Regions from separate parts of the Sus scrofa genome. Here region 1 is linked to region 2. Evidence: chromatin contacts called from public HiChIP or PLAC-seq data. All regions are on one chromosome and are shown on one strand. Each heading gives the region's core, a stretch centred on a gene start, on an enhancer-like site or on the middle of the called end of the contact. The rest is flanking DNA. Distances are from core to core; before and after follow the strand shown.

The links. HiChIP or PLAC-seq counts read pairs in DNA pulled down with a chosen protein or histone mark.
Region 1: a contact with region 2 is called in an H3K27ac HiChIP or PLAC-seq map of alveolar macrophages. The contact joins two enhancer-like sites. A contact is called at or near these places in 3 of 47 Hi-C or Micro-C datasets (alveolar macrophages, embryonic fibroblasts and fibroblasts) and 1 of 2 datasets of contacts at active chromatin or transcription factors (alveolar macrophages).

Annotation. Positions count from the first base shown.
Region 1 is chr6:152,815,735-152,818,434 of Sscrofa11.1, reverse strand. All of the region lies in intron 14 of FGGY (FGGY carbohydrate kinase domain-containing protein), which reads left to right. Among named protein-coding and RNA genes, the nearest start is that of HOOK1, 110 kb to the right of the region's middle. Within about 2 kb of position 1,369, at least 19 of the 83 cell types and tissues checked have an H3K27ac peak or open chromatin away from gene starts, as enhancers often do. A contact at or near this core is called in alveolar macrophages, where this site is marked.
Region 2 is chr6:152,942,409-152,945,297 of Sscrofa11.1, reverse strand. All of the region lies in intron 8 of FGGY (FGGY carbohydrate kinase domain-containing protein), which reads left to right. Among named protein-coding and RNA genes, the nearest start is that of HOOK1, 230 kb to the right of the region's middle. Within about 2 kb of position 1,362, at least 13 of the 83 cell types and tissues checked have an H3K27ac peak or open chromatin away from gene starts, as enhancers often do. A contact at or near this core is called in alveolar macrophages, where this site is marked.

The sequences.
Region 1 (2,700 bases), core at 120-2,619, 130 kb after region 2:
GCCTCCTTCCCCTGTGTCTGTTCTTCGACAGTGATCTGAGAGGTGGACTGTTCCTGATGTAGCCTTTCCTTGGAGTCCATGCAGGGAGCCTCTGGTCTGCTGTCTTCCCTCCCCGCCTCCTGCTCTAAAGCCATCCCGCAAGCATTCAGCTCTCAGGCCCTCGATTGACCACCTGTGTGGCCTTGGTCAGGGTTCTTAATCTCTCTGTGTCTCAGTGTGGATAGTAAATAACCTCCTGTGTTATTTGTAAAGATAAATGAGATAATCCATATAAAGCGATTAGAACAGTGTCGGGCATATCATAAGTACCAAGTGCATTGCTGCCTGCCTTCCTCAAATACCTGCTGCCTCGTTCTCAGATGAGCATTAGGGATGCTGAGGTATACAGAACCCTGTCTGCCTTGAGGAGTCCTGTCCCTGCTGTTTACTGAGTGTCTCCTGTGAGGCACACACTTTGCTTGGGTTACCTCATTGAGTCCCCACCACAATCTAAAGTGGTGCTTACTCTTCTCAGAATTCTTCTCAGACTGCAGCCCAGAGACCAGAGAAGTCATGTGACATTCCCTGTGGCAAGCAGTTCACAAATGGTAGCAGTGGAATCAGAACTCAGGTCTCTCAGGCTCCAGATCTAGTGTTTTTCACCCACCTCACTCAGGCTGCCATTGCCTGACTTGTTTCGAAAGGAAAAAAAAAAAAGCAGCAGCAGTGCATCGTGGGAGTGATCATATGGGAAATAAACTCTCCTTCTCAGGGCATCCGCTTCCAGCTTTCAGAAGTGGGGGGTGGGAATGGGCTAGGCTCAAGAGCCCAGCTCCCAGCAGTCCTTGCTTCTACCCATCTGAAAAGGATCCGTCTTTAAAAGCAAGGAGCCAGAAAAAATAATTCATACTAAAAACAAACTCTGTCATGAGTCATTTGACTTTGCTTTCCCCTGAACACATAGTTTATGTCTTGGGCGAGCTAAGGCTAAAGGAACATCTGATATGTTTTAGGCTAGCAGAGCCATTATTTTTGGAGCTGTACGTCCAATCTGTGCCCATTGGACCCCATGGTTTAAATCAAGTCTTCTGCTCAGGAGACCCGACAATTTGTTATTGCTGTTGGAGTTTGTTTTGGGGTTTGATTGTGTATGAGTTTTACCAAGGTGACAAGAATCTCTTTGTTCAGTGATTCAAAAGTTCTCAGGTGGTGAACTAACCTAGGCAGTGGTTATTCTGAGTCAGCACATGCTGGTGAGGACTGTGTGTAAACCCACATGTGTTCAGGTAGACGAGCCCCTTCAGAAATGAGAGGGAGAGAAGAGGGGAGGGCAGTTTCCAAATGAGCTGCTTTCTTCCCATCCGCAGAGGAGGGAGACGCGGCCCTGGGTCAGAGTATTTCTCAATCCTGCGCGAACAGGATGTAACCCCGAACACAAGGCAAGTGTCTCTGTCTCTTTGGCTGACTCGCTTCTCTTTAGATAGTGAACAATGGTAGAAATACACTTACACTGTAAAAACGCAGACGACATAGAAATTCAGAGTAAAAGGCAAAAGGCACAAGCCTCTCCTGATCCCAGAGGGAATCGTTACTGTCTGTTTTGTATGTCTTCTTCACCTTGTTAATGCATTCACAGACATATGTATGGGAGCGTCTAGGATCATAGTGTGCAAATTGCTCCACAAGGTTTTTTTTCACTTATTAGCTGTCGGGAGGATGTCAGTGCATATAGAGCCGCCCTATGTCTATTACCTGTGGGTGGTAATTCCAGAGTCTGCATTTATAAAAAGTTACTTAACCTATGTCCTATTGATTGACATTTAGACTGTGTTTGGTATCTAGTTTTGCATATGGCAATGCCAGGATCATCCTGGGTATGGTTCTTTACATACATGTGTGAAGAGTTCTCTTGGAGAGATACAAAAAAATAAAATTTCTTCTGGGAGGATTCGTGCGCTTGAAATTGTCTTAGCTATGGCCAAAATGCCCTCCATAAAGGCCAGCCCAGTTTGTATTTCTGCCAACGGTGCCCCTCTGCCTTTGCCAACACTGCGTATTGTCAGTCGCTTAACATTTTTGCCAAAGTCTTGGGCAGAAAATGACTGCTTATGTTCTTTTCCTTTGCCTCTGCCCTGTTGCTAGTAAGAATGAACATTTTCTTTATATCCTCGGTCTGTCATCTGTCAATGGCCTATTAAGATCCTCTCTTCATTTTCCTATAGGGTTTTTTGTCTTTCTTTTGCAGATTTAGAGGAGTTCTTCGTGTGCTCTGTACCTCAGTCCTTTGTCGTATATATTGAAGTTTTTCTTGTAATAGGATCCTCATCATCTACCTTTGCTTATAGTGTCTTATCCAGAAGTTTTCAATTTTCCTTTACTGACATCTGTGAATCTCTTTCTTTATGGCTTCAAGATTTCTTGGAGACTTTCCCTATAAACTATTTCTTTTCCTGAAGCTATGTTTTTCAGAATAATAACATTTTAGACCAGAACACACCAGGCTGGCAGGATGGTCTCTGTGTTTATGCAGACATTCCTGGTAATTTCACCATTAATTACGGGGAAATTCTGAAACCATATGGATCAGTCATAGGCAAATGAGAGGCAGTCGGGGACTAGCTAGGAGCTTGCAGCCTGAAGTCATGTATATGGGCCTTGGACCAACCACACCTAGGCTCCTGTACTTGCACTTGATTTGAGGAACATCATTTCGCTGTTCTG
Region 2 (2,889 bases), core at 113-2,612:
ATGGAATCTAAATTATACAAATGAAATTATTACAAAACAGAAATAGACCCACAAATAGAGAAAACAAACTTGTTACCAAAGGGGTAAGGGGTGGGGTTAGAATAAATTAGGAGTTTAGGATTAATTTATACATTCATAAAATAGATAACCAAGGACCTATTGTATAGCACAGGGAACTCTACCCAGTATTTTGTAGTAACCCATAAGAGAAAAGAATCTGAAAAAGACTAGATATATATGTATGTAAAACTGAATCACTTTACTCTGCACCTGAAACTAACACAGCATTGTAAATCAACTATACTTCAGTAAAAAATTTGAAAAGAGATAGGCTAGTTTTAACTGTTTAAAGGAAACCTTATGCATTGGCTTAATTTTCTTGTTTGTTAAAGTTTTTGTGGTCCTAAAATGACTAACTCTTTCTTAGTGCTTTAGAGTTTGTAAAAATGCCTTGTGGCTATGATACTCAGAATAGCTAAGACAGAGCAGGTGTTGTTTTCCTTTTTCAAATAAGGCTCAAAGAAACTGAGTGATTTGTCCAAAGTCCTGCAGCTACCAAGGGTTAGGGCCAAGACTCAATACATATGTGAGCAAACCCCAAGCCATTTTTGCTGCTTAGTTAGTTCCTCTCCGTTGACTCAAATTGAAGGATCCTGCAGTTGGGAAAAGTCTGGTTCATCACAGGAGGGGCTCCTGACTCTGGGTCACTAGTCCCCACTATGATTGTAAATTCTTCATGAAGCTGCCAGCCACCCCATTCTCAATGTCCTTAAAATGTTCCTGGAGATCTCCTTCAAAATGCAGTTCTTCAAGTGCTGCTGTCATGGGGCGTGAATCTTGCTGGGAGGAGTATACGCAAATCTGTCATATCAGTAGATGCCCAACTGATTCTCATCAGGGACTATGGCTTTAAGCTCCTTTGGAGTCGAAATTATATCTCTCCACCATTGTTTTCAAGTGCCTATCAGAGTACCTTGTACATAGAAGTTACTCTAAATTTACACTAGATGAACGGAAGAGTGAAAGAAATGAATGTAAAAGTTGTGTAGAATGTGGTAAATTCATGTGGACGGTCTGTCAGTTCCTGTGGTTTGTGTCACACTTGGAGATTTCTTGAGTCTCCATCCATTCAAAGGAAGCCTCTCTTGGTAGCTTAGGTCTAGATTGAAAAGTCAGGACTTGGAGAGAGTACCTTGTAGAATGTGCCAACAGTTAGGGATTGTAGGATTCTTATCTTCTTGTGAAAAGCAGGACAGAGTGAAACAGTTGAGGGACCCTATTTGCAGCTTTGTGCAGACAGACTCAGAAACCAAAGCACAGACACAGCAGGATGCAACAGGAAACCACAGAGGCCTAAGACTTTCAGTGTAAATAGGAAGTCAGAGTTTACTTTTGAACCCACAGTGCCGAGCTGAATTGCAATGTTTAATCCAGCTCTCTGCCCAGCCCTTTTTGAGCTCAGGCACAGATGAAAAATGATGCCACTTGGGTAAAAGCATTTTCAAATGTTTGTTCTTTTTTTTAAGATTTTTTTATTTTTTCTATTATAGTTGATTTACAATGTTCTGTCAATTTCTGCTGTACAACAAAGTGACCCAGCCACACCTACATAAATACATTCTTTTTCTCACATTATCCTCGATCATGTTCCATCACAAATGACTAGATATAGTTCCCTGTGCTATATAGCAGGATCAAATGTTTGTTCTGATCAGGGCTTGGAGCAAGCAGCTTTTATTTGTGCTGGTGAATAATTTGGGACACAGGTGCAATTTGGACTTGAAAGCATTAATTGGTCTCCCTGGTTTTCCCTGCAGTGATATCTGAAACCCCCATCTTCCTCTACAAAGTAATCTTAATCCACATATATTCATAAAGCATTTGCCATTGAGAGTCACCTGTCATATACCCCGTCTGCCGACCTTTGTGTCCAAGTGCACAGTGGTGAAACGTTGGTGGACACTTAATAAGTACTCTGTGCTTACTGGGTTGATACCATTACCATATTTGATTGCTACCATTGTGTTGGAAACTAATAAATAGGATACAGATGATCATCACCATGTTTTTTGTTTTTTTTTTTTTTTTTTTTGTCTTTTTTGTCTTTTTACCTTTTCTAGGGTCACTCCTGCAGCATATGGAGGTTCCCAGGCTAGGGGTGCAGTTAGAGCTGCAGCTGCCGGCCTACGCCAGAGCCACAGCAACGCGGGATCCAAGCCGCGTCTGCAACCTACACCACAGCTCACGGCAACGCCGGATCTTTAACCCACTGAGCAAGGCCAGGGATGGAACCCACAACCTCATGGTTCTTAGTCGGATTCGTTAACCACTGGGTCATGATGGGAACTCCCATCACCGTCTTGAGGTAAGGAAGATGTTACAGTGGTGGAAAAGACATGGGTTTTGAAGTCAGACCTGTGTTCACATCCGAAATTCTTAAACTTCTTGGAGTTCCCATCGTGGCGCAGTGGTTAACGAATCTGACTAGGAACCATGAGGTTGCAGGTTCCATCCCTGGCCTTGCTCAGTGGGTTAAGGATCCGGCGTTGCCGTGAGCTGTGGTGTAGTTTGCAGACGCGGCTCGGATCCCGAGTTGCTGTGGCTGTGGCTCTGGCGTAGGCCGGCGGCTGCAGCTCTGATTGGACCCCTAGCCTGGGAACCTCCATATGCCGCAGGAGTGGCCCTAGAAAAGGCAAAAAGACAAAAAAAAAAAAAAAAAAAAAAAAAAAATTCTTAAACTTCTTATCCAGAGTGCCTTCTTTTATTCAGCCATTGTTTTTGAGCTGCTACTATGTGCCAGACAATGGAGTGAAAAGGGTGAGCAAAGTAGACACAGACCTCACCGTCTAGAGGGAAGATGGATACTAAGCAATCACACAAATTTGCAAA